Regions from separate parts of the Capra hircus genome. Here region 2 is linked to region 1. The links are chromatin contacts, called in public Hi-C maps. All regions are on one chromosome and are shown on one strand. Each heading gives the region's core, a stretch centred on a gene start, on an enhancer-like site or on the middle of the called end of the contact. The rest is flanking DNA. Distances are from core to core; before and after follow the strand shown.

Region 1 (7,042 bases), core at 1,573-4,072:
CCCCATAGACGGCAGCCCGCCAGGCTCCCCCGTCCCTGGGATTCTCCAGGCAAGGACACTGGAGTGGGTTGCCATTGCCTTCTCTATGGTACCTCTGAGCACTCAATAAATAAAAACAGAAATAAATGAGCCCCAAGTCCTTTGAGGATGCTACTTTGGTCACCTCCGGGAAAGTGTTACAAAGATTAATATCTACCACTTTTTCTTCAGCATTCCCTGGGTAATTTACATACATGACCAGGGAGCCAGCCTACAACCTGGACAAACAGGTACTCTCGTCCTCATTTCTGAGAAGAGGTTCTGGGGCTCTGAAGAGCTAAGTGGTTTATGGGGGTCTCACAGCAGGCAGGTGGCCAAGCTGGCATTTGACCAGGTCCATTCAGCTCCAAAGACTAAGGAATTGTTTTTGTTTGGTTTTGTTTTTAAGAGACAACATGGTCAATTAGTGGACAAGCCCCAAAGTGGAATCTAGGAGGACTGGCTACAAGATGATATGTCCTGAGACTGTTCCCTTGGTGCCTGCACACTACCCACCCCTCACTTCCAAGCACAGTAGCATCCTCAGCTTTCTCCCACACCAGTGGTCCCCAGCCTCTGGGATCTAATGCCCGGGGATCCAAGGTGGAACAGATGTAAAAGTCATAGAAATAAAATGAACAACAAATGAGCATGAATCATCCTGAAACCATCCCTCCCCACCTTCCAGTCCGTGGAAAGACTGTCTTCCATGAAATGGGTCCCTGGTACCAAAAAGATTGGGGACCACTGTACTGAAAGACAGGTGCCAGATAAAATACAAGACGTCCTGTCACACCTGAATTTCAGATCAACAGTGAATAATGGTTTAGTACAAGTATGTCCCAAAGAGTGCACAGGACATACTTGTACTTGACAAATACACCGTGGCTTATCTGAGATTCAAATCCAAGTGTTCTGTGTTTTCATTTGCTAAATCTGGAAGCCCCGCCCTTGAGTCAAGTCAGAGGCTGCTGGCTCTAGGGCCTGAGTGACAGGAGTTGCCATGGCAGTCCAAGCAGACCCTCCTGGAGCTTCTCTCCCCACTTCTGCAGCGTCACTTCGCCCCTGCACTCTCCACGCACTGAACACCCCGAGCTACTTTCAGTTTCCTGGGTGCGTCATGCTGTTTCTGGCCTCCAGTCTCAGCACTTGCTGTGCCCTGCGCTGTTCATCCCCCTCTTTCCCTCCCAGACTAATTCTACTGATCCTTCAGGTCTCCACTTAGAGCCACTTCTGCCAGTAAGCCTTCCTGGACACCCTGACCAGTTCCTCCCACAGTCCCCAGCACTGAGCGGTCACCACCTGCTGCTTTCCTCCCCACAGCACTGCTGGTGGGTTGCGGGGGTTGGGGGGGTGCAGATGGTGCACACTGGGGTCCCTCATGCCCAGTGCTAGCACCTGGCCTGGGGTAGGAAGTCAGCCAATGTGTACAGAATGAAGGAATGAGAGCCCAGTGTCCTGCCAGAGCTTGTCTCTTGGTGAGTCTACTTCCCTCCCTCCGTCCATCTTCACTCACTTTTTCATCTCTGCCTCCTCTCACCCGCCCCCAGAGGAGTTGTGAAATCTGGGGTTAGGTCCACAACTGCATTCCTTGCCCTCGAGGGAGGGGCCTCCTCCTGCCCCTTCCCTCATCTTTGGCACCAACTGCCCCCGAGGGCTCATGTCCAGCTACAGGTCAGGGGAAGCTCTGCTCTGGCTTCTGAGTGCCCCTGGTGAGTGTCCCCTGCGTCCCAAATTCTGTTCCTTCCTTTCCTGACCCTTGGAGGAGTCTAACTGGATTGAGCACCAAGTTTGGGGTGCAGGGAGTAGAGAGTGTCAGATGGCTGAGGGTTAGGGCAGTTGGTGGGGTTCTTGCTGGGCTCAGAACAGCACCCATATGCTGCCTGCTCACCCACCCCAGGCTTTGCCCACGCACCGCCTGCCAGGAGGAGGCAGGGAGCTTAACTCTTTAGGGGCATTCCCAAGTAGTTTCACAGAGACCCAGGGCGGCAGCAGGTCTTAACTTTAGTTCCCCAGGACACACAGGTACTCACTCACTCACACACACACACACACACACACACACACACACACACACACACACAGTAGTCCTGCCTCTACGCCCTTGCAGAGCCCTGCTCGCTTCCAGTCGGGGGTGCAACATACAGAAGATGCCTCGTGAGGTGGTCAGGTGGGGGAACAAGAATCCAAAGCGGGGAGCCCCGGGGTGTTCATGGGCCCGTGACCGGGGTGGGAGCGCTGTCTTCAGAGGCAGGGGCGGGGGGTGGGGGTGCAGCGCGGGGCGCCGGCAAAGGCTCTAAGGCAGGAGTGGAAGGTGGATTCTGAAAGCTCTCTGATCTGACCTTTGCAGGCAGGGGGCCCTTCTGAGTCCTCTCATAATCCCGGCCTTCCCTGTCTGAACCCGATAAGAGAACTAAGAGGGGAAAGAAAACACCCTTGAGTTTCAAATTAACTCCCCAAATAGACTCCTTCTCCCCTTGGCCGAGGGCTAGCCAGCCCAGAGGCGCCCACTTCTGGATCCGCGGTCCGGGAGTCGCCCCCCACCCCTCCCTCGTCCAGCCTCCAACTTCTGGCTGGGCGCTCGGCGCCGATCGATCGCGGGAGGGGACTCACTCGGGGCGAAGCGCCGGCTCCAGTGGCGGCGGCTGCGGCTTCTTCTCTGCTCGGCCAGGTGCGGCGGGGGCTAGGCAGGTAAGGGGCGCTTCCGAAGGGGCTCGCGGCGGCTCGGGAGGCCTCCGCTGAGTAAGAGCGCTGACAGGTTTGTGTTTTCCCCTTCTCCTCCTCCGGCTTAACCACACCCCTGCCGCTCTCCTCCCCACTTCCTTAAAGGGTGGGGTGTGTTGTCTGCGGTGCCGAGCGTGTGTGGCTCCAGCCTCTTACCATAAACTCTGAAATAGACGCCGCTGCCAATTCCCGGAGCTGCACGTGCCCACCTGGGAGGGGGCCATCTCTGCCACCCCCAACCCCACGTGGGGTCTCCTGATAGTCTTTGTCACCACCGCTTCCACCTTGTGAGCAGTTGAGCACCCCCAACTCCACCCCTCCTCGCTCTCCCTTCCTCTCCACTGGGAAGCTTTCCTCTTAGCTCCCAGGTCTGCTGCAGAGCTAGAGACTGTCAGCAGCCTGCCACACTCCCAGCATCGGTGTCCCTCCGGGTCTCTTCAAGGCCTAAAGCGCTGCTTTGGGAGGATGGGGTGGGGGCACCAGAGATCAGGTGACTGTCACCAGGGGCTTTGGCAGAACTGGTCCAGGGGTCTGAATGCCATAGACCAGGTCCCTGCACTACAACAGCCAGGACCAGAGGCACAATAGTCAAAGATGCTGGGCAGCCTTTTCTCGTCCCCTCGCCACATCAGTCCACTTGGTTTGTTAACCAAGAGCTTGATTACCTCTTCACTCTGGCCAGCAGGGCAGCAAGAGTCGAGGCAGTGACTCAAGGGCACTTAGTAACCCCTTTCTCTGTCACTAGAAAGATTCTAGACTTTTTCTTGAGTAGGAGCAGGTGAACAGGACTGAGCATAAAGTCAAAAAGCTGGCGTGTCACTCAGCATTCCTCACCTTCGCAAAGTTCCTCTCCAGAGCCCCACCCCAAACTTCTTCATTCTGTAGCCTGAGAAGAACTGGGATCTCCCACACTGTTAGAGGATGCTCTTCACAAAGGCGTCTCTCAGCATGGCACCCCCTGGTGTTGTGCAGCTGCCTGTGACAGCCCAGTGTACTCTACAACCAGCCCCAGTCTTCCTTCCCCCACCACTTCCAAACTCAGAGGACGGGCCACCCCAGAGAAGAGCCAGCATTCGGTTAGTATGTCTAAATGCCAACCACTGTGCCAAGGAACACTCCATTTACATTTTATCTATGTTAACATTTCCTTTCATTCTTCCCATTTTCTGAAAAGAAAACAGATTTAGATTAAAATGTCCAAGGCTGCAAAATCAGAAAGTCAGTTTCCTGCAATTATGATCAGTGGACTGTCTGTAGCTCTTAAAATGCAGATACCTGGATGTGACTCTGGGGCTACTGAAAATCAGAATCTCTGAGCCTGGGACCCACCCACTCATGCAGGGTAACTTACAACCCATCTGTTGGAACTGACAGCCTTGTTAATCCCATACACTGATCAGCCGTGTTCTCAGCACCAAGTGTTGCCGGGGTCTACAAAGCAGTGAGAAGACACACAAGTAGGTATCCAGGGATACTTTGGGCAGGGCTTGGGTGACAAGGCGAGTCAGATAGGGTAAACTAGAGTTAGAAGGAGACTTATGGGGGAAGATGAGGCGCTAACTGACCACCCTATGAGGAACTTGTCAGAGGGCATCAGAAAGCAGGTGACCTGATTGTCTTCCTGGCATGGGAATGAGGTGATGAAGGTCCAGTGGTGTGAAGGCATGAGAACCTGTGTGAACTGTGGAGAGTCTGGTGCCTGGTCTTGACAGTGGGTACTCAAGAGCAAAGCTACTCCAGACTGGTTTAATAAAAGGTGAATTTGTGTATGCTGCCTCTGTGTGGCCAAATCCATGAACTACATCTTCATTGACTCAATTCAGGGGAAGAAAAGTTTTCAGATATTTAAATTGTTGAAGTCTTTAGCAAATTCTTTTGAAGCTCCAAAATCTAGCTCCTGGAATTGTAGCATCACAGGTTTTATTTGTGAAAGAGACCTTGAGGCATTCCCTGCAATGTATAATTCCATCTTCAGGTCTTCTTATACTCTGTCCAATGTGTGTGTGCTCAATTGTGTCTGACTCTGCAACCCCATGGACTGTAGCCCACCAGGCTCCTCCGTCCATGGAATTTTCCAGGCAAGAATACTGGAATGGGTTGCCATTTCCTCCTCCAGGGGATGTTCTAGGCCCAGGGATAGCACCCGTGTCCACTGCGCTCCTGCATTGGCAGGTGGATTCACCTTTGACTCTCCTTTATTGCCCCATAGTCATTCAGTCTCTAGGTTCTGGGAATCCTTCTGAGCATCTTTCCTATTCATCATTTTCATTCTAGTCCTATTGCCCCTGCCATGGGCCACGGTCTGTTTGTTTTATGCCTAGACTTTAGAAAAGGATTCTTTTGATCCGTCCCACACTGCTATCCAGTGTTCAGTAAAGTGGTCTGATCAGGTGATGAGCTTCCAGTTGGCATCTGAGATCACAGGAATAGGTGAGATGGTCTGGGACAGCAGTGAGAAGGAGTAGAGATCTTAAGATCCGGCTCTTGCCAGGAGCAAACTTAGTGAAGAGGCAACAGTTGGGTGGGGGGAGTTAATGAATGAAATAGAAGTTAGAACATGTAGGCAGCATGTTGGCTGAAAGGAAAATTGACGAGACAGGGTGCTGAGGCGCTTGTGGGTTGAAACATGGCTACTTAATCCTTTGCTTAAGATGCAGGTTTAAACGCACATGGGAAGGATCCAGTCGAGAAGGAAGACGTGAACTTGAGCGGGTGGAATCCTTCTCTCTGAGCTCCTATCTCCTAATCTAGAAGATTAAGGGACTACCTTCACTGCCTATTTCATAAGGTTCTGTGATGCTTAACAACTATGAAAATGCTATAAAATACTATATTATTATTTTTAGATGTGATAGGAATTAAATAGGATGGGATTAGTGGGGAGATTTACATATGTATCTGTTATATTTATACAGTTTATTGAGTATTCACTATGACCAGAACTTTTACCCATCATCTAAGTAATCTTCACAACAGTTCAGGTTGATTATAATACTCCTATTTTGCAGAAAGGTAAAGGAGGCTTGGAGAAGGTAAATAAAAAATTTGTCCACCACCCAGGTGGTAAAGAGAGAAGCTGAATCTATTAATCATTAATAGCAGGGCCATGATGGTAGTAATTGGAGTCTCTCCATTATGGACAATGGAGTTAAATCACATAATATACATTCACTATTACAATTCATTTCCTTTTAAAAGGACAGCATGGTTATAAGTGTCCTGAACAAAAAAAAAACAAAAAACTCATGGGCACAAGGACTAAATAATTAAGTTGTTCGTGACCCAAAGCCATCTGCCTCTAATTTAACCAGGTACCACTAGGTGTACTAAATGGGCCACGGTTGAAGCCAATATGAAGGACTCAAAACCACACCCTTGACTTTTAAAGAATCCTTTACTCTATCCATGAAAGCACTCCTGCTTGTCCTCCTCTCTTCACTTATAGTAGTATCCCTGATTTTTAGTTGGCCAGAGGCTGCCCAAAATAAAGACTTCCTTTCCCAGTCTGCCTTGCAACTGTGACTGGGTGATTATGTTCTGGGTGATGGCTGGTGAGTAGACATATGTGTGCAGCATCAGGACCAAGTCCTTCCTTCAGGTCAATGGGTATGCCCTCCACTAGTCCCTTTTCCACTTCCACCTGATGATGGAACCTGAAGCAGTCTGCTTGGCCTGTGCATTTGAGAAGAGCTAAGCAACGTGAGAGACGAAGCCTGGGTCCCTATTGAACGCCATCAAGCCACCATGCTAGCCCCAGACTTGGCCTGGACCTGGGTAAACTTTTTACATGAGAGAGAAAGAAACACTTCAGTTGTTCAGGTTACCACTGCCTTGCGGCTTTTCTGTTGAAAACCAAAGCCAAAACTGCATCCTTTAGCCCATTTGAATATACCATCATTTAGTTCATTTTTTAAATATACAAATTAAGGCAGAACCTCAACATCCCCATCTATAAGATGGGAATAATGACAGAGTTGTGAGAAGACTAGAAATAATACATGCAAGTTTTCTTGCTAGTGCTGTGGTTCATAGTGGACAATAATGGGAGGTATTATAACCTGTTGGAAGTTTAAAAACTGTGTTCCTTAAATAAAAATGATGGTTACTTTGAAATATTCCATATCCTGCCTCCAACAGTATAGGGGAAAAGAGAAACAAAAACAGCAAAATTTAGAACTGACATAAGATGAATGATGGGTATGTGGGGGTTAATTATACTATTCTAACATTGTGTTTGAAAATATTCATAGTAAAAAAGTTAAAATAAATAAAATCTTTCCACAGAGTTGGGGGGAAAGAA
Region 2 (7,042 bases), core at 2,471-4,970, 100 kb before region 1:
CTCCTCCCAGAGTTGGAGCCAAGGTTTCAGCTCCCTTTGGCAAGCAAGTAGCTTAGCATTAGTTGCATTTTCAGATATACTGGGGGAGGTCCTGGTGCCACAGAACCTACAAGCAGTAGGTTGGAGGGTTGTCTCGACCCCCATCCCCACCCTGAGTTGCCCCCGTGGCCGGCTCTCCGGAGAGACTTGGGATTTGGGTCAGGGGGAGAATGAAAAGAGGGCGGTGTTACAATGAGTTCACAGCGATAGGTCTCCTGGTCAATGTTGGCAAAGCCTGCGAGGGTGTTGAAGAACTTCATGACGCACTCCTCCTCCCGGAGCGAGGCGTACTGCTGGAACGTCTGCTGGATCATCTTCCGGAACTGCTTGGGCTGGGTGAGAGGGTCAGGGGTGAGCAGGGCCCAATTCCTTCCCTTAGGATCTCACCGCAGGCCTGCGCACTGCTGTAGGACAGTTCCTTAGGCCTCTGTAGACTGTGAGGGCAGTGGTGATCTCTTACACCATGGTGGTCTCAAGGGAGCTCACCATGGCCCTGGGAGGCAGGCAGGGGTGGTAGCACCCCTAGTGCTCAGGCCATAGAGCTAACTGGCCTTTGATGTGGAACTAGAGCAGGGTTTCTTGATTCCCGGACACAGATGGGCCCACGGGATGCATGGAGCAGTCCCAGGTCCAGATGGCCTAAGGCAGCACAGACACCCTGGCTTGCCCAAGGGTCCCCAGCTCCATCCCTTATAGATCTATTCCTTGGGTGACATAAGGGAGGCACGAAGGGAGTCTTTCTGGGCTCTTCATCTACTGGTTTCCTCACCTTTAAGTTCTCCTGCATTTGCCTTGGGAAAAACAGGTCCAGGCCCACTTCTTTCCTGAAAGTAAGGGGGAAAAAGCAGCATTTGAGTTCACTTTGGTGGCTCAAATGGTAAAGAACTGCCTGCATTGCGTGAGACTCAGGTTCGATCCCTGGGTCAGGAAGATCCTCTGGAGAAGGAAATGGCAACCCACTCCAGTGTTCTTGTCTGGAGAATCCCAGGGATGGTGGAGCCTGGTGGGCTGCCGTCTATGGGGTCGCACAGAGTCAGACACGACTGAAGCAACTTAGCAGCAGCAGCAACCCACTCCAGTATTCTTGCCTGGAGAATTCCATGGACAGAGGAGCCTGGTGGGCTACCATCCATGGGGTTGCAAAGAATTGGACAAGACTGAGTGATTAATAGTTTCTATATCCCCAGCTCAGGACTTCGGGCCAATCAGGGAAAGGTGAGCACACCAGGGAGATGGGTCTTGCCTGGCTCTGGTCTGGGGATGGAGGTGTATAGGAGGTGAGCAAGAAGAGCCAAGCAGGAGAGGGGAAGGGAAGAGAGGCTGGGGCCAGTCCCAGGACTTACTCCAGGAGCTCGAAGTTGGACTTTTTGTCAAGTGCATTGTGGGGCATGTCCTTGAAGAACCGCCTGCAGAGAGAGAAGCCATAGGCCATCAGAGCTGGGCCACCCAATGCCCACATGTTGGCCCAGAAGCACCCTCCCCTGCCGGATGTGGGAACCACTAGGAGGGAGAAAGGAAGGAGAGGTGAAAAATTCAGTATTTAGAAAACTGTGAATTTTAGAAAACCCACAAATTTCCTCCCTAGGAAAGACTCCAGTTGTACTCCAGGGTGTCCACCTCTGGCTTATGCAGTTGGTGGGCAGAGGAGGAGGACAGGGGTTCTACCAGTGGTCTCTAAAAATAAATGACCCAAAGCAGCCAACACTCGACTTATAGCTGAGAAACACTGACATCCACCTTTTAGGTTCTGTGTTCCCTTTGTGACTTCCTTTCCCCTCATTTTCTACCTCTGAAAACCTATGTGTATGCATGCAAATAATTATAAAATATAGTACACATAAAAATTTTGGGTGACATCTGTTAACTTTTTATACATATTCTTTAAGTATGATTTTCCCTTAAAATATATGTCTTCATAGAGATTTTTAGGTATTACTTATTTATAATAATTATTTACGTGGAGACCAAATAGCCAATACTATTTGTCTTATCTTCCCTTCCCTGTTTGGATCAGTGTGTCTAGTAATTTCTTCAACTGTTGCAGACATTGTCCCACTCCTGATCATACATTAGTAACTCAGTGTTACTTTAACTCATGTGTCCTTGTGCCCATCTGGGAATAGTTTTATGCTTTTGATACCATAAGCAGAGAAGGGCAAGTAACTTATGATTCATAAACAATAAATTTACAAAATTTACAGTGTTTAGAAAAGAGTATGGTTAGGCCTTCATCTCACACTTTATTCTAAATATTTATTCTAGATAGATTAAAGGGAAAATGTTAATAATGAAATTATTTTAAAACTAGAAGAAAAGCTAGAGAAATAGTCTCAAATCATGTAACTGAGAAGAATATCTAAAGCATGAAATCATAGAAGAGATCTACATAAAAACTTAAAACATGTAGTGCTATGTCCTTAACAGTTTTTATTCAATGGTATTTTTGAACATATTGTCAATCAAGATAAGTAATAATAATTATGGTCCCGATTTTAGAGGAAAAAAAATACATTGGAAAAAGCCTGACTTGGAGCAACTCTGCTAATGGAGGTTATCTCTGGTTAATGGATTTTCAAATGATTTTAGTCACCTTTTCTCCTTCCCTACGTGTTCCAAATACTCCACATTGTACAAGGCATCATGGCCATCTGCAACGCCCCCTGGGTTGGGTGAGCTGCAAATGTACTTCCAGGTAACTGACCATATTGGCATGCTTCATGCAGTTAAGTAACTCTACAAAATAAATGTCAGCACGTGTCCACCAGCAAAGAGGTCTTCAGACCTTTCATGGTTACCCAGCCATACAAACTCATACTGTGCCCTCACTGTGAGCCAGGAGAAGGTGGCACCAACCCTGAGTTCAAGGATTTGATGGATTTCAGACTAGTGCATGTGAGCCACTCGGCATCTGACAGAGTGGTGGATACATACGGCCTTATGGCCAATCCGTGCAGGGAGGGGTAGGTGGGGTGGACCTGGGCAATGGGAGACTTCGAGACGGACAGACCCTTGAGTGGGCACTGTAGGAAGAGCCCAGGGTCACACTGCCTGTTATCAAGGTGTGCTTCACAGGCGTGCTCCAAGGTTTTCTAAGAATGTTGAGGGAAAGCAAACAACTTTGGGGACTTCCTTGGTGGCTCAGTGGTAAAGAATTAGTCTGCAGTGCAGGAGATGCAGGTTCGATCCCCGTGTTGGGAAGATCTCCTGGAGGAGGAAATGGCAACCCACTCCAGTATTCTTGCCTGGAGAATCCTACAGACAGTGGAGCCTGGTGGGCTACAGTCTGTGGGGTCACAGAGTCAGAAATGACTGAGTGTCTGAGCTGGATGATTTACTAACTCTGTACACATCTATTAGCACCTATTGGAGCAGGGGATACAGCAGTGAGCAACACAGATGGAATCCCAGCATTCTAGTATCTCCCAGAAGCTTGCCTAGTATTCAAAGGAACGTTTACTGGATCACCTGGATGGCAGGTGGAAGGAAGAAGCCAGAGCCTGGGAGGCAAGAACAGTGGCAGCGAAAGGCAGACAGGGGACATCGACCAGAGAGAGGGCTGGCGCCTCTCTTCCCAGGGCCAGACGGTGAGCACCTCGGGGCCTTACCATCTGTCAGCCACCACTTGTCCCCTTCCGGCTCTCACATTCCTGCCTTGGAGGAGAGTCCAAGCTGGCCGAGAGCCCAGTGGAGGAGGGAAGGAGCAGGCAACCTCCCTGGAGTGGCCCGGAGGCCACCTACCTGAGCTCCAGACAGCCCAGCTGCAGGGCCATCCCCTCGCTGACCTTGCTGGCATAGCGCTGCATGTAGTCGTTCCGGAGCTGGCAGGGAGAAAGGCCACGGTTCAGACTCCCGCCCTCGCTCCCCATTTCCCTGAGATGAGCAGAGGCCCCAGGAGGTGGAGGGGGCTTTGAACACCATCCTGCTGCCCTGAGTGGTCTCTCATCCCTCCCCCCACAAATGCACAACCACATAGCAGGAGGGGGAGGTGCCCTGGGTAGTGTTGATTGTGCCCCTACAGGCGTGATTGAGTTTTTGAAGTACTTTCAAAGCACATTTTTTTAAGCGTCCACAAGGCAGGAACTTCAGGTTCCCCTCTCCCACCCCTCACTTCGGAGATAAAGAAACTGGGAATGGGGGGAGGAGTTAGTCATTTATTCTGGCTTCCCGATGGTTCAGCGGTAAAGAATCCTCCTGCAGTGCAGGAGACACAGATGAGGGTTTGACCCCTGGGTTGGGAAGATCCTCTGGAGGAGGGCATGGCAACCCACTCCAGGATTCTAGCCTGGAGAGGCAAGAGGGGCCTGGCGGACTACAGTCCTTGGGTTTGCAAAGAGTCGGACGTGACTGAGCGGCTGAGCACACACGCACACAGTAATTTACCCAAAGCCTTGTTGGTAAGTAGAGACGGATGTCACTCAAGATATGAGAAAAGTCTGGCTCGGTCTCTAGAGGACCGGGAGGGAGACGTAGGCTGGGGCAAAGGCCAGACACAAAACGGCTGTGGCGGCTCTCGTGCACGTAGTGCTTATTTGCAGCCATGTCTTGTGCTGGGCACCTCAGGGGCACTACAGCCAGGAGTGCGGTGAGCTCCAAACAGCTCATGGAAGTCAGTTATTAAGTTTTCCAAAATCTTGTGAGCTGCTTGATATATTAATCTTTTGAAATAGGCCAAGATGGGAGTATTTGATTTAGTTTAGTTGCTAAGTTGTGTTTGACTCTTGTGACCCCACAGACTGTAGCCCATCAGGTTCCTCTGTCCATGGGATTTCCCAACTAAGAATACTGGAGTGGGGTGCCATTTCCTTTTACAGGGGAGCTTCTGGACCCAGGTCTCCTGCACTGCAGGTGGATTCTTTACTGCCTGAGCTACCAGGGGTTATTTACACCATGGAAATTGGCAAGTACTACAAATCAGAGAGTTGGTTTACAAGAATACTGCTAGTACTATATAGTTAGGTCTTCATGGCAGCCCAGTAATGTATGTATTCTTCTTATCATCCCCTTTTTATAGAAGAGGAAACAACCTCATGCAGGTAAATTAGGTCCCGAGGGGTTTCAGGTTGAGAAGTGGCAAAACTGGGCTAGAAACCAGGTGTGTCAGACAGCTGAGCCTGTATGCTATGATTGCTTCCCTTCTCTTTGGACTTGCTCTGCCTGCTTCCCCAGCCAGGTCGTCTGGGTAGAAAATAGCCACTAGGAAAATCCAAGAGGGCCTGTGCCTATGGGGAGGGGTCATTCAGCCCTCAGGTGTGAAGGAAGCAGGTTTGGATAGCTGACCAGGGACCAAGGAATGTCCCTGAGAGAACTTTCCTGGAATGAGACCTTCAAAATGCAAGCCTTGTCTTTCCATCTCCCCAGGAGAGGATGGTCATAGGACCTAGGGGACTGGAAGATAAAATACTTTTACCTGTTGGTAAAAATAAAGCAGCGTGGTCTTGTCCTCTTTCAGGCTCTCCATGAAGTCCTCTGGCAGGTAGCGGACTTGAAGGTCATACCTGGGACAGGAAGTTCAAATTCTCTGGTTGACAGAGGGAAGCTGGTCCTACCAGGGGCTGCCACGGAGCTCCTGGCTACCCATTCAGGACTTGCTCCTTCTTTCCTTCTTTTCCACGGGTGGGTGGAGGACCGCAGAGGACGGGCGGGGCGGGGGGTGGGGGGGTGCGGGTTGCCAGCCACAGTGGTCAGTGCTGGTTCTGACTCTCTGTCTCCTCCCCATGATGGTAGCTGTTCTCCTTAGGTTTACTCCCCAGCCCTTGGCTTGGCTCCCCCTCCTCCTTGCACTTCTGCTCCTCCTCCTCCATAGCGCCAAGAGCATCCAGTCCAGGGATGCACCTAGATATCCATCTTGGAATGCGGATGTGTGATGAGCCCTTATTAGGTCTTAGCAAACACACGATTGGATGCTGCAGAAGGGCCAACCTAATATGCCACTCAGATTTTCTATAATATTCTCAGACGCTGGTAAGTGCTCTGAGGAAAGGCGTCCCAGGGTCTCCCCACTCCTCGTTTCCCCCCACCCCCATTCCAGAACCTGTGGCTCCTCTCTTACCTCCACTCGGCTTCCACATGCAGACACTCATACTTGTCCTGCACCTCCCCCACTGTCATCAGCGGATGTAGCCAGTGGATCTCGTCTGACTTCATGTGCTTCAGCCTCAGCCCATAGCAGTCAGCCAGCTGGATGTTGGGCCCGATCCGCCCGCTCAGCAGGATGGAGGCGATGACTTCCTACAGAGGAGAAAAGAGGAGGCTTGACTCAGGGGTATGCCCTTCTGGGCTCCCACAGTCCTCACAGAGCCCCTGGAAGTGTGATTCTCTAGGGTGGGATTCTGACTTAAAAGTTTTATTTTATGCTCTGATTCACTAGCACCTAGTGTAAGGCTTGGTATGCAGTAGGCTCTATGTGATGAATGAGCAAGTTTGCAAAGTCAGACAGAGATGGAGGAACTGAGAGGAGAAGCAAAGGAGAAAATGCAGTGAGGCAAAGAGCATGGATTCCATGCTTACGCATTTCATTCCAACCCAACCAACCCATAGCTGACCAGGTAAGAAGCGCCCTCTGAATGGCTTCCAATTCAGCCAGCATTAATAAGCATCTGCAGCAGGCATTTCTGGGAACTGTGCATACATTATTTCACTGAATCTGTGCAACACAAGGGAGCAGGTGTTACATTCCCATTTGGCTGATGGGGAAAGTTATGGAGATCGCAGGGGCTTCCTTGATAGCTCAGTTGGTAAAGAATCCATCTGCAATGCAGAAGACCCAAGTTCAATGCCTGGCCTGGGAAGATCTGCTGGAGAAGGGATAGGCTACCCAGTCCAGTATTCTTGGGCTTCCCTTGTGGCTCAGCTGGTAAAGAATCTGCCTGCAATGCGGGAGGGCTGGGTTTGATCCCTGGGTTGGGAAGATCCCCCAGAGAAGGGAAAGGCTACCCACTCTAATAATCTGGCCTGGAGAATTCCATGTACTATATAGTCCATGGGGTTGCAAAGAGTCAGACAC

The links. Hi-C and Micro-C count contacts between places; a contact is called where the count stands out from the background.
Region 2: a Hi-C map of blood shows a contact between it and region 1, with 5 times the contacts expected there. The contact joins the enhancer-like site here to the promoter of PTK2B in region 1. A contact is called at or near these places in 3 of 5 Hi-C or Micro-C datasets (all in blood).

Annotation. Positions count from the first base shown.
Region 1 is chr8:74,207,854-74,214,895 of ARS1.2, reverse strand. It overlaps PTK2B (protein-tyrosine kinase 2-beta), which reads right to left and starts at 2,822. Exons shown (of 30, transcript XM_005684040.3): 1 at 2,632-2,822.
Region 2 is chr8:74,313,004-74,320,045 of ARS1.2, reverse strand. PTK2B (protein-tyrosine kinase 2-beta) reads right to left here. Exons shown (of 30, transcript XM_005684040.3): 3 at 6,089-6,267; 4 at 5,447-5,534; 5 at 3,778-3,857; 6 at 1,383-1,445; 7 at 809-863; 8 at 231-371. Among named protein-coding and RNA genes, the nearest start is that of CHRNA2, 49 kb to the left of the region's middle. Within about 2 kb of position 3,720, at least 1 of the 5 cell types and tissues checked has an H3K27ac peak or open chromatin away from gene starts, as enhancers often do.